2 separate regions of the Pelodiscus sinensis genome follow, and region 2 is linked to region 1. Evidence: chromatin contacts called from public Hi-C data. All regions are on one chromosome and are shown on one strand. The core of a region is the stretch at or near the end of the contact, and the rest is flanking DNA. Distances in the headings are between cores, read along the strand shown.

The links. A called contact is a pair of places that touch in the nucleus more often than the background predicts.
Region 2: a contact with region 1 is called in a Hi-C map of an unstated tissue, with 5 times the contacts expected there. The contact joins the promoter of TBC1D7 here to the promoter of LOC102462332 in region 1. A contact is called at or near these places in 2 of 5 Hi-C or Micro-C datasets (blood and an unstated tissue).

Annotation. Positions count from the first base shown.
Region 1 is chr2:108,585,547-108,591,658 of ASM4963464v1, forward strand. It overlaps LOC102462332 (transmembrane protein 14C-like), which reads left to right and starts at 3,087. Exons shown (of 5, transcript XM_006138755.4): 1 at 3,087-3,266; 2 at 4,781-4,857. The coding sequence starts at 4,782. PAK1IP1 (PAK1 interacting protein 1) reads left to right here. Exons shown (of 10, transcript XM_075921226.1): 10 at 1-866.
Region 2 is chr2:108,778,903-108,785,014 of ASM4963464v1, forward strand. It overlaps TBC1D7 (TBC1 domain family member 7), which reads left to right and starts at 3,840. Exons shown (of 9, transcript XM_075921237.1): 1 at 3,840-3,958. It overlaps LOC142827171 (a long non-coding RNA gene), which reads right to left and starts at 3,737. Exons shown (of 2, transcript XR_012901643.1): 1 at 3,084-3,737; 2 at 1,840-2,124.

The DNA of each region.
Region 1 (6,112 bases), core at 1,837-4,336:
TCACAGACATAGCAGTATATGGAAATATGCAGATTAATCTCTGCCCAAAAAATCAAGCACATGCATTTTTAAGAATGTGGATCAAAATTTAAGACTTTCTTGGCTAAGACCCCACTCCTGCTAAGCCTTTTGCTCTTTGTTTCTGCACATCAGTAGACATAGTGACCTCAGGGGAATTGCTCATATGTAAATCTTTGCAGGATCTAGGCCTAAAGAACAAAATGGCATTAGCCTCCTTCCACAAATGTTTCACAGCCAATTATCTGGCCTCAGCTGCAAGTGCACACATGCTGATTACAGTCTATTTCTGATTCTAATATTAGTGAAAAGGTTCTGTGCTGTAGTGTACAGTGTTGGTTTGGGACTGCTCACTTCTGTGCTTTGAAACCTGAAATGTGGTGTGCATTCTGAATTCTTATTCAACCTCGCTCAGGGTCTTTGAATCCTGTAGTATCATTTAATTGAAGTGAAATTGGGTAAGCACTTGTTCAGATGTTTTTGTTTAAATCTTAGTTGTTTGTAAGCAACAAGTTTTTATATTTGTATGACTTTGGGGATATATTTTTATCTCACAGTATACAAGGTGTTGGTAGGAAATGTTAGTGCAAAATACTTCTATAGTAAGTATGAAATAGTGTCAAAATGGACATAGATTGTGAAGAAAGTATGTGGAAGAAACTGTTACTTTTGTTACAGTCGTGAATGTGTGTGAGGAGGGCCAAAGGGATCTTCTATAACTTGCCTTTCAGCCAGTTGCTAGACAGAAGAAACATACTGGGGAAAATACCGATAAATAACATTTGCAATGTGTACATATTATACTTGGATAAGGACTGAGGTGTAATAGAATAATACTGTTTACTAGATATGAGCCCAATAATCAAGTTATTGACTGGATCTGAATTTATTAAGAATTTGTGGGAGAGGTTTGGATCTGGGGTTTCTGCTTAGGTTTATCTCTAGTTTTTACCTCTCAATTGTAGAGGAGTATATAAGCTACTCCTCGGAGAATTATGTGCTACTCTGCATGCACATAATTAATATGCCATGCATATTTTAAACTTTTTGTGCAGAAAAAAAGCCGCTGGAATGTTGGCTCTGCCTTTTTCCCACTAGAGGGCACTGTGGCATTAGAAACAGCAGCTTTCCACTGAAAAAAAACTTTACAGTTCCACCTTTTGCCCACCAGAGGGTGCTGTGGTGAAAACACAGCAACTGCTCCTAGCCAGATAGGAAAAGGTCTGCCTTACAGCGCCTCTGGGGCCTGATTTGGGGGGGGGGGGGGGGAGGGAGTGGCTATGGGAAAATAGACAGTGTGGAGTGTTTGGGGGGGGGGAGGGATCAGGCAGGATCTCCTAAGCAGTGGTGGGTTCAGAGTTAGTGGAGCCCTGTGTTCAGCTTTTTTTTTGGGCACCCAGACAAGAAAGCATTCAGTCTTCCTGTCCCTCACCCACAGGCAACAACCAACACTGTACACTACAGCACAGGGCACGTGCTTGACTCAATAGGAGAGGCTAGGGGGTCAGACAGGATCTGCATGGGGGAAGTTCCCTCACCATCTCCCAGAAGAAAATTCTCAATACTCATACACAACAACCCTGAAAGTTCACACCAAGGCTCCTTCCCAGCAAGCCCCTCTCCCAAACCTTAGCAGGGCTTCTGTGTCTCGCAGGAGATATGGTTATGTATTGTAGTTTAAATAAATTATTACTCAAGAGTTTTGTATTAATGTGCCTAGAAAAAACACTTTCTGAATTTTCTGTTTGTATTACTACAGACATATTTGCTAACAGGTGTCTTGAAATAAGTGAACAAAAATAATGGAAAGTGGTGTGATTATATTGTGTTATTTTGACAAAATACAGAATTTTGCATAAATTAAACAAAAAAATTAAAATTTGTTACAGAATTTTTTGTAAGAATTTCCCTAGGAATAATAAACTATGTCATGATGTGTTGATTATAGGCCCAAAGTTGGACATTAGACAAAAATGTTATGTTAGGAGCCAGACAGTACAGAAGCAATTGTCCTAGTTAAGACTGAAATGTATCTCCTATGGCAAACTGTAGTCTCTAAAGTTACTGATAACATTCTTGAAGTGACATTTAAAAACAGAAACCCTTCACTAAAATCTCTCAGGTTTTTTTTTCCCCTTATTTTTGAGGGGTATGCAGTGACAGGCCAACCGTTTTTTCCCCACGGGCTCACATATTTTAGCAAGTGTAAATAACCATGGTGGAGGCTGAAGATATATGTTAAAAAAGTGGAGTCTTCAAGCTAAAGGCTTAACTGAAACATGTCCAGTGCTGTACGCTGATAGCACGTTCTTATCGCAGTAAGACCAGTCTATATGAAAGCCCCCGTTTTATCTTACGGAGCACATCCAGGAGATTTGCTTCCGAGGAACAGACATGCTGAGAAGCGATCAGATGCCCCAGACACCCTGGCCCACGAGCTGTTGATCACGGTTGCACCCATTGTGGTGGGTTGCTTGTGAGCAAGGTAAGAGGCGGAAAAGTGACCCACCCCAAAGTGCTCCGTCTCTTCCCCGTCGTGGGGTGAGGGGGGGGAGCATTCAGGAGGTTCCCCTTGAACCATTTCTCTCACAAAGTCTTCCCCTAATAAGCCATCTTGTTAGTCTTTAGAGGGCTGCACAGTCCTGGCTTCTGTTCCTTGCACCTCTAGCCCCGCTCGCAGCGGGACCCGCAGGGGTGTGCGCCGCTCCCAAGGGTCACAGGACGAGCCTGCCCCTTCCCTCCCCGCGGGCTCAGGGGGATCCTGGACGGGGACCGCGGGCGGGGCAGGGAAACGCGCTGTCACCGGGCGCCACTTCCCTTCCCTCTGGTCTCTCCCTGCGGCGCCTGCAGAGGGAGGCTCCTGCTAAGGAAACACGAGCCCGAACTCAAGTGTTCCTCCCCCTCCCCCCAAGTCTCGCGCACCCCGCCCGGCTGCCAGCCTGATGCACGCGGGGAAGAGGGGGAGGAGCCTGTGGCCTGCCCGCCCCACGCGGGGAGGAGACTTGCTGGGAGAGGCGCGCGGCTGCTGGGGGCGGGGGTAGTGACCAGAGCGCCCCTGGGCAGAAAGGGAGGGAAACCCCGGGCTGTGCGGGGCCCGGCCACACTTTCCCCAGCCGGCTACTCCGGGCGCGGCTCTGATTGGCTGGCTCGTCCCTCCTCCCCCCCCCGCAAGGTTCGGGGGTGGAAGGTCGGGACGCCCCGCCCCCTGGTGCTGCGGCTCCGCGGTGGCTCTTTGGGCGCCTGGGCAGGTCAGTGCGCGGGGCGCCCGGTTTGTTCTGCGGGGCGGGCGAAGGTGCCAGTGCGCAGGGCGAGGAGTGTGCGCTGGGTTGCAGTTGGGGACCCCGGGCTCGAGGTGGTGGGGGGGGTTCCCCTCTGGCCAGAGCGGGGCTGTTCCCTACTTGCAAGCGTCGGGCTGGCAAACTGCTTCTCCTTTTTTTTTTCTCCTCCCCTCCCCCCCCTTATTTATTCTTGGATCTGGACTTTTAATACTCTGGTCATCTGAAGAAGTGGGTTTTGCCCACTAACGCTCGTGATACCATCTACACGTTTTGTTATTCTCCGAGGTGCTACTAGACTATTTGTTGCTTTTTAAGTTTTTCCTGTTACAGACTCGTTTGGCTACCCCTCTGATGCTTTCCTGTAGTCACTGCACCCCGCTTAGGTGATCGCAGCAAGGGGTCTTCTTACAGAAACAAGCCCGAATCAGCCCCCCCAATCTCTGAGTTTTCCCACACTATGGGGAAGCTTGGCTCCAGAATAGGGGCTGGCCCCCTCTGTGCATACTGGGCTGAATCCAAACCTAGATCTGGATGCCCCTGAAGGTGCAGAAAGTCCAGATACGCATCTGATCTGGCATCATGGCCCAGCTCTGCTGTTTCAGGGATGTTCTGGGCTAGAGCTGGACAATGAGTTTTGTTACCTCTTACATTTTTATTATAGACTTACTTAGGATGCTTGACATGGAAACATTACCAATGGCTTCTATTGAGGAGCAACTTCAGTGCTGCTGTCTGAAACCATTAGAAATACACACTGCACTGAACCAACTTCCTAACACATTGGAGCGATCTAATCCTTCTCTTTGGGCTTTAATTCAATTTAGTTCAATTTTCATCAAACTCATTTAAAATCTACTTCAATATTCTGTACTTAATGTGTTTGATAGTCTGTCAGTCAGTCCAGAACAGTTCACCCATTCCTATGGGTTGCCTTTACCTTTGCATCCAGATACACTGATATAAGGGTGCTTTCATGTTCTTAGGGTTTTAAGTTGTGGTGTATGTATGTTCTTTTTTTCAATTATCAGAGGGGTAGCTGTGTTAGTCTGAATCTGCAAAAGCGGCAAGGAGTACTGTGGCACCTTATAGACTAACCAAAGTGTTGGAGCATAAGCTTCCACGGGCAAAGACCCACTTCGTCAGATGCATGTCTTTGCCCACGAAAACTTATGCTCCAACACTTCGGTTAGTCTATAAGGTGTCACAGGACTCCTTACCGCTTTTGTTTTTCAATGAATGCCAATAACTTGCCTAAAAACAGAGCAGTATAGGAAGTTTGTTTTGCTGTTGCCCAACCTTTAATCATTATACATAAATTGTACATTATAAATAAGAACATCTGTTTCAAGTGTTATCAAGTTAATATCTGTGTGAACATTAAAGTAAGTTAAAATGAATCTTAAATTGTAGAAAGTTGATGTATAAACTGGAAGGAAGGAATGAAAAGAACTAATATAATTCTGATTTCCTTGTTATGTTCCCAGAATGGGTTTGGACTGGATAGGCTTTGGCTATGCAGCATTGGTTGCATCAGGTGGAATAATTGGCTACGTAAAAGCAGGTATAGTATTGATAAATCCTCAAATTCTCTGGTGCATAATTGAATCAGATGTTCGGGAGTGGAAACACCCATCCATCTACTGATGGCCTTCATGAATTGTTGTAAGCTTGCTTCACAAAGGCTTTATTGCTGATGTCTTGAATATCCGTGACCTACTTTATATTTTTAGATAATATATAAAAAGGTTAACTGTTAGTGGCTTTTAATTTTGTTTTTTTATCATTTAGCATCATTTTGTACATTGCAAAATGTCCCCTTATGACTTCTAAAAATGATACATGTAGAAGTTTACATTTAAACTGTAAATATTTAGAGAGCTCAGCTTTCCATTGTAACCTTTCTGTAAATACTGTGACATAGCACAAACAAGTCAGAATTCTTTAGCAATATTTTGTGGCAGAGCTGCACTGAACATGGTTGCACTTGGAACGTTATTCCTTGATCTGCTGCTTCCAGTTCTGCTTTTCTGCATTTGCACTCCTTCCCACAGAACTGTGGCTCATCAGTTGTAAAATTCTTGCCATGGGAGGCCTCAGTTCATGTGGGAAGGGAACCCTAGAACTTGCTTTTATTAGGGATGTAAACAGTTGATTAAAAAGGTAACTATGTAACAGCTGAAAACCCTAGCAGTTACACATGCTGTGGGCTCTGCCATCTAAAACTTAAATAAGCTTTATACTGCAGAGTCCTAAGTGAAGCTTCCCTGGGAACAGGGCCACCAGACCCTGCTGGCTCAGCTTCCTGGGAATGGAGCTGTTAGCCTGGTCACAGAGAAGCTGCTTTCTTGGGAGCCAAGTTCTTGCCAGCATGTAACCTGAAGGGGGGGGGGGGCACCAGCTGGAGCAGTCCTTGCATGCATTGGGCCCCATGGGGCTAGAGCAGCCCCCTGCACGGGGGTGGGTGGGGGGGAAGAACAGTTGCTCTAGTCTCTGTGGTTAACCAGAGCCAGTAAGCATTACCCATTTAAGGTGATGTTACCGGTTAGCTGGTTAACCTTTCACACCCCTAGTTCATATGTCATTGAATTCAGTAAGAGTTTTGTGCACAAATGTGAATAAAGGGGCGCTTCAGAGAACTTAATGTGCTTTCCACTAGCTTGCTTCATCCTGTAGATGACCAGTGGCGGGAATGAACAACACTTGGAACTGACACTGACTTTTTGCTCAGTAATTCTCAGAGCAGTGTACAAAATAGTAAGCATTCTTATCCTCTGTTTCCAGATGTGGAAACTGAAGCCCAGAATTTAAGTGACTTG
Region 2 (6,112 bases), core at 2,590-5,089, 190 kb after region 1:
GAGGCAGGTGCTTAAAGGGATCTCCCCGGACAGCCGTTTCTCTCCTGCTGTGAACTTTAGGACCGCTTGCAAGGACTGAGAGCCGTAGCAGTTCTAGTTGTGGTTGCCCTCCGCCTTGTTGGACACCACAGCTTGTGCCTTAGTGCCATTTGCTGATTTTTTGACCTCAGCTCTCTTCTTGTGCCATGGAGCCAGGGGTGGCTGTGTGCCCCTGCGCTCTAGAGAACCACCACCCAGCGGTGGGCACCCATCCCCGAGGACAAGAGGGTCGCCATCGCACTCTGGAAGCTGGCCACCCCGGACAGCTACCGATCAGTGTCACACCAGTTCGGGGTGGGCAGATTCACCATCGGTGCCATTGTCATGCAGGTAAGTGCTGAGGGGGGAAAGGGAGGGGAGGAGGGGCAGGAGAGGGTGCTGCACTCCATGACCAGGGGCAGGTAAGACTCCAGGCTGGGGTGATGGGAAATGCCTCGTCACCCAGGGCTTTGGGCCATCCCTCCCTTGCACAGGCCTGCTGGGGGGCGGGTGGCCCATGGGGCAAGGGGGCCCTGGTGTGTGTGTGAGGACAGAGGGCATCACGGGGGGGGGGGACCCCCCAAGGGAGCATGCACTCACCCTGCCTTATGTCAAGCATTCCTGTGTTTTTGTGCACCCTTCTGCAGGTCGTCCGTGCCATCAATGACATCCTGCTCCAGCAAGTCATCCGCCTGCGGGATGTGGAGGCTACAGTGGCCAGCTTTGCTGCCCTGGGGTTCCCCAACTATGGGGGAGCCCTGGATGAAACCCACATCCCTGTCCGTGCCCCAGAGCATCGAGCGGCCCATTTCATAAATTGCAAAGGGTACTTCCCTACAGTGCTCCAGGCCCTCGTGGACCACCGTGGCCGCTTCCTGGACATTTATGCGGGCTGGTCCGGCAGGGCACGACTTCCACATTCTCCTAAACTCTGGCTTGTTTGGCAGGCTAGAGTTGGGTACTTTCTTCCACCAGTGGGATTTACTGTCGGGGACGTGCCCATGCCCACATGTATTGTGGGGGACGCGGCCTACCCCCGCTGCCCTGGTTGATGCGGCCCTACATAGGGCGGACAGACCACGACCGGGCACATTTCAATGACCGCCTCAACCGGGTCCGCATCCAGGTGGAGTGCGCCTTCGGCCGTCTGGAAGCCCGGTTTTGCTGTTCGCTCACCTGTCTGGAGATAGGTGAGCGGAACGTCCCCGAGATAATGGCTGCGTGTTCCATAACATCGTGGAGTGGAAGGGCATGGATGACAGGCGAGGACCAGGCCTTTGAACAGCCCCACACAGCTGCCATCCGCACCATGATGGGGTGCGCATACGGGAGGCCCTGATGGAGATGTTCTCCCAGGCCCCGCAGTAGGGTCGCCTCTGTCTCCCTTGACATCTCCCTCCTGTCCCCAACCCTTCTCTCCTCCCCTCCCTCTACCTCCCAACAAACAAACAATATAGTTTTTTTGGGAAAACGTCTGGAACTTTTTATTTACAATGGGGGAACTGGGAGGGGGAGGAGGCTCTGAACTGTGAGGGTGGGGAGCTATTGCTGGGAGGGGTGGTCCCTGCGACTGCCTCTGCGGGGGTGGACCACTTCGTGTGGTTCAGGCAGCATTGGGGCAGGTAGCATGGGGAGTTGGGCAGGATGGGGTGCATCAGGAGGGGGCATCGTGGGAGCAGGAGGAGCAGCAGGAGGGGGGTCAGCATGGGAGCAGGAGGAGCAACAGGAGGAGGGGGCATCATGGGAGCAGGAGGGGCAACAGGAGGAGGGGGCATCATGGGAGCAGGAGGGGCAACAGGAGGAGGGGCATGGGCATTGGCAGGGGAGGGATAGTGGGTGCATGGGGCAATGCCATGCCATAATGCACAGCATGCCCAATGTGTGCAGTGAGGGTGGCGATGGCATCACCGATGCGCTCGACCTGGGCCTGGAAGTGGCCCCAGGCCTGCTGGCGCCATTCCAGGTCTGCATCCACCTGGCGTGTGATGGCCGCCTCAATCCGTTTGATGGCCTGGAGCTGCCGGAACAGTCGGCTTGGTGCCTGGGTGGTTGGGGGTGCTGCCACTGCCACAGGGCTGGAGGGTCCCCCGCTGTTGCTTGATCCCACTGCAGGGAATAGAGGAAAGGATGGGTCAGTCAAGCACCCCATGCCCTCTGCCCCTGAGCCCAGGTGACACCACAGTACTGTGGCTTGGGCCCACTTATTCCCCGCGTGTTGTATGTTTGCATACAGGACTTCCCCTGGAGTAAGGTGCTCCTCCATGTATTGTAACCAGCGGTCTGTGTGCTGGCCCCTCAGGGGGTGGGTGAGTGTGGGTGGGCGGTGTTAACCTGTGGAACTCCCTGCTGGGGGAGGCTGTAAGGCTTTGGGCTAATCAATGGTGTTTGACAGGGAGCAAGATGAATCTCCACACAGTGCCTGGGAGCATATATGGCCTACGTGGTTGGGGCTCTCAGATCCCCATCATGTGGATGTCTCCTGGATGGAACCAAGGGTGACTGGGGAGTGCACCATCCTTGCAGCAAAACTCAGGTGGCCCTAGGGCTGGCCTGAGCGCTTCCCTCCTTCCCCTCCCACTAGCCCTCACACACGTAGCCTAGGGACATGTGTGGCCGCAGTGGGGCCTTCCCTCATGGGGCCAGCCAAGGCACCGGGAGCAGGCGAGGGGCTCAGTGGGGGCCACGCTCACAGGGCTGTGTCGCTGTGGTTTTCCCAGAAGCAGCTGGCTGGGCCACACAGCCCAGGCATAGAACAGTGTGCTGTTCTGTGTGCTGCACCCTTTGGGAGGTGTGGGCTCTGGCCTGAGCTGCTGGCTGGTTCCAGCCGGCATACACCCTTCCCCCCCTGGTCCAGATGTGTGCGAGCTGCACGGTCCCAGGCATGCCCTGGAACTGCCTGCGGCAGCCACACGCTGCTCAGTCACCAGGCTGCACGTGGTTGCACGTGCTGCATACTGGTATGGTACACAGCGTGCAACTCACGCTGCCTGAGTGACGCGCCTTTCCCCTTCCTCCCAGGTGCCTAGCTCCCCCCTGCCCTTGTGAGTGCAAAGTGCAACACTCACCAGTGGATCCTTCCCTGGCCTCTGCTGACGCACAGGAGACGTCGAGGCTGTCTGAAAGGACCTCTAGGGGGAGGCTCACACTGCTCCCCTGGTCCTCCTCCTGCTCTAACCCACTGGGCAGCTCTTCCTCATCCCCTGCCTCGCTGGGCGCCTGCAGGTGTCCACTGGCACTGACAGTCTCTGGGGTGCTGCCTCTCCCGGGATGTCGTGGAGCCGCTGGTAATGGGGGTTGCTGTCGGCCCCTGGCCCCCGCTGGCCTGGACACAGCCCAGGTGCAGCTCCTTGACCTCAGCCCCGACCTGCTTGAGGGTCCGGGCTGGATGACCCTGGTGGGCGAGCGCCTTGGCCATTTGGCGGAAGATGCCAGCGCTGCAGCCCTGGGACATGGAGGGGCCTCTGCCTCTTCCCATTGGGCCAGGAGGGCCTCAAGCTCCCCCGGGGACCAGGAAGGGGCGCGCCGCTTTGTGCCCCTGCGCGGGGGGGGGGGGGGGGGTGCGGATGACTGATGCCCCCCTGGAGCGGCCACAGGGGCTCGTGTCCTGCAGGGCTCTCGGCTACCCCGCCCCTCGCGCAACGTCGCGCGGCCGCTGCAGCCCCGGCCCGGCCGGGACCAACGCTCGGGGCAGCGACTCCTCCCAGTCCCGCCGGGGGGGGGGGGAGGGGGGGGGCCGTTGGTCGGACTCCCGCTCAGCTGGGGGGGGGGGTCGGATTTCAGCGCGCGCGACTCTGCCCCGCCCTCAGCGCCGCTCCCGAGGCCCGGCCGCCAGCCCCGCCCCCTCCCGCCGGCGCCTGCGCGGTGCGCGGCCCCTCCCCCGTGTGTCCGGGCTCGGCGGGGCCCGCAGCGCGGGCAAGGAGCAGCCAGCGCCCGGCGCAGGGTTTGCATCGGGGCGGGGCTGCGGGGCGGGGGTGGCGCTAGTCCTGGTTCCCAGCCCCCCTCCCCCACCCCCTAGAGACCCCGCCCATCGCCACCCCCAGCTGCGTAGCGCCACCCAGACCCCATGGACCCCTTCCCCTCTTCGGCAGCGCCCCGCTGCCGCCCTATAGCCACCCTCAGCCCCATAGCCCCCTGCCATTGCCCTATAGCCACCCTCAGCCCCATAGCCCCCTGCCATTGCCCTATAGCCACCCTCAGCCCCATAGCCCCCTGCCATTGCCCTATAGCCACCCTCAGCCCCATAGCTCCCTGCCATTGCCCTATAGCCACCCTCAGCCCCATAGCTCCCTGCCATTGCCCTATAGCCACCCTCAGCCCCATAGCCCCCTGCCATTGCCCTATAGCCACCCTCAGCCCCATAGCTCCCTGCCATTGCCCTATAGCCACCCTCAGCCCCATAGCCCCCTGCTATTGCCCTATAGCCACCCTCAGCCCCTATAGCACCCTGCTATTGCCCTATAGCCACCCCTCAGCCCCATAGCCCCCTACCATTGCCCTATAGCCACCCTCAGCCCCTATAGCACCCTGCTATTGCCCTATAGCCACTCTCAGCCTCTATAACCACCCTCAGCCCCATAGCACCCTGCCATTGCCCTATAGCCACCCTCAGCCCCATAGCACCCTGCTATTGCCCTATAGCCACCCTCAGCCCCATAGCACCCTGCTATTGCCTTATAGCCACCCTCAGCCCCATAGCACCCTGCCATTGCCCTATAGCCACCCTCAGCCCCATAGCACCCTGCCATTGCCCTATAGCCACCCTCAGCCCCATAGCCTCCTGCCATTGCCCTATAGCCACCCCATAGCACCCTGCCATTGCCCTATAGCCACCCTCAGCCCCATAGCACCCTGCTATTGCCTTATAGCCACCCTCAGCCCCATAGCACCCTGCCATTGCCCTATAGCCACCCTCAGCCCCATAGCACCCTGCCATTGCCCTATAGCCACCCTCAGCCCCATAGCCTCCTGCCATTGCCCTATAGCCACCCCATAGCACCCTGCCATTGCCCTATAGCCACCCTCAGCCCCATAGCACCCTGCTATTGCCTTAAAGCCACCCTCAGCCCCATAGCACCCTGCCATTGGCCTATAGCCACCCTCAGCCCCATAGCCTCCTGCCATTGCCCTATAGCCACCCCATAGCACCCTGCCATTGCCCTATAGCCACCCTCAGCCCCATAGCACCCTGCTATTGCCTTATCGCCACCCTCAGCCCCATAGCACCCTGCCATTGCCCTATAGCCACCCCTCAGCCCCTATAGCACCCTGCCATTGCCCTATAGCCACCCTGAGCCCCATAGCACCCTGCTATTGCCTTATAGCCACCCTCAGCCCCTATAGCACCCTGCTATTGCCCTATAGCCACCCTCAGCCCCATAGCACCCTGCTATTGCCTTATAGCCACCCTCAGCCCCATAGCACCCTGCCATTGCCCTATAGCCACCCCTCAGCCCCCTGCCATTGCCCTATAGCCACCCTCAGCCCCTATAGCACCCTGCCATTGCCCTATAGCCACCCTGAGCCCCTATAGCACCCTGCCATTGCCCTATAGCCACTCTGAACCCCATAGCACCCTGCCATTGCCCTATAGCCACCCTCAGTCCCATAGCACCCTGCCATTGCCCTATAGCCACCCTCAGCCCCTATAGCACCCTGCCATTGCCCTATAGCCACCCTGAGCCCCATAGCACCCTGCCATTGCCCTATAGCCACCCTCAGCCCCATAGCACCCTGCTACTGCCCTATAGCCACCCCTCAGCCCCATAGCACCCTGCTATTGCCTTATAGCCACCCTCAGCCCCATAGCACCCTGCCATTGCCCTATAGCCACCCTGAGCCCCTATAGCACCCTGCCATTGCCCTATAGCCACCCTGAGCCCCATAGCACCCTGCCATTGCCCTATAGCCACCCTGAGCCCCATAGCACCCTGCCATTGCCCTATAGCCACCCTCAGCCCCATAGCACCCTGCCATTGCCCTATAGCCACCCTCAGCCCCATAGCACCCTGCCATTGCCCTATAGCCACCCTCAGCCCCATAGCACCCTGCTATTGCCCTATAGCCACCCCTCAGCCCCATAGCACCCTGCTATTGC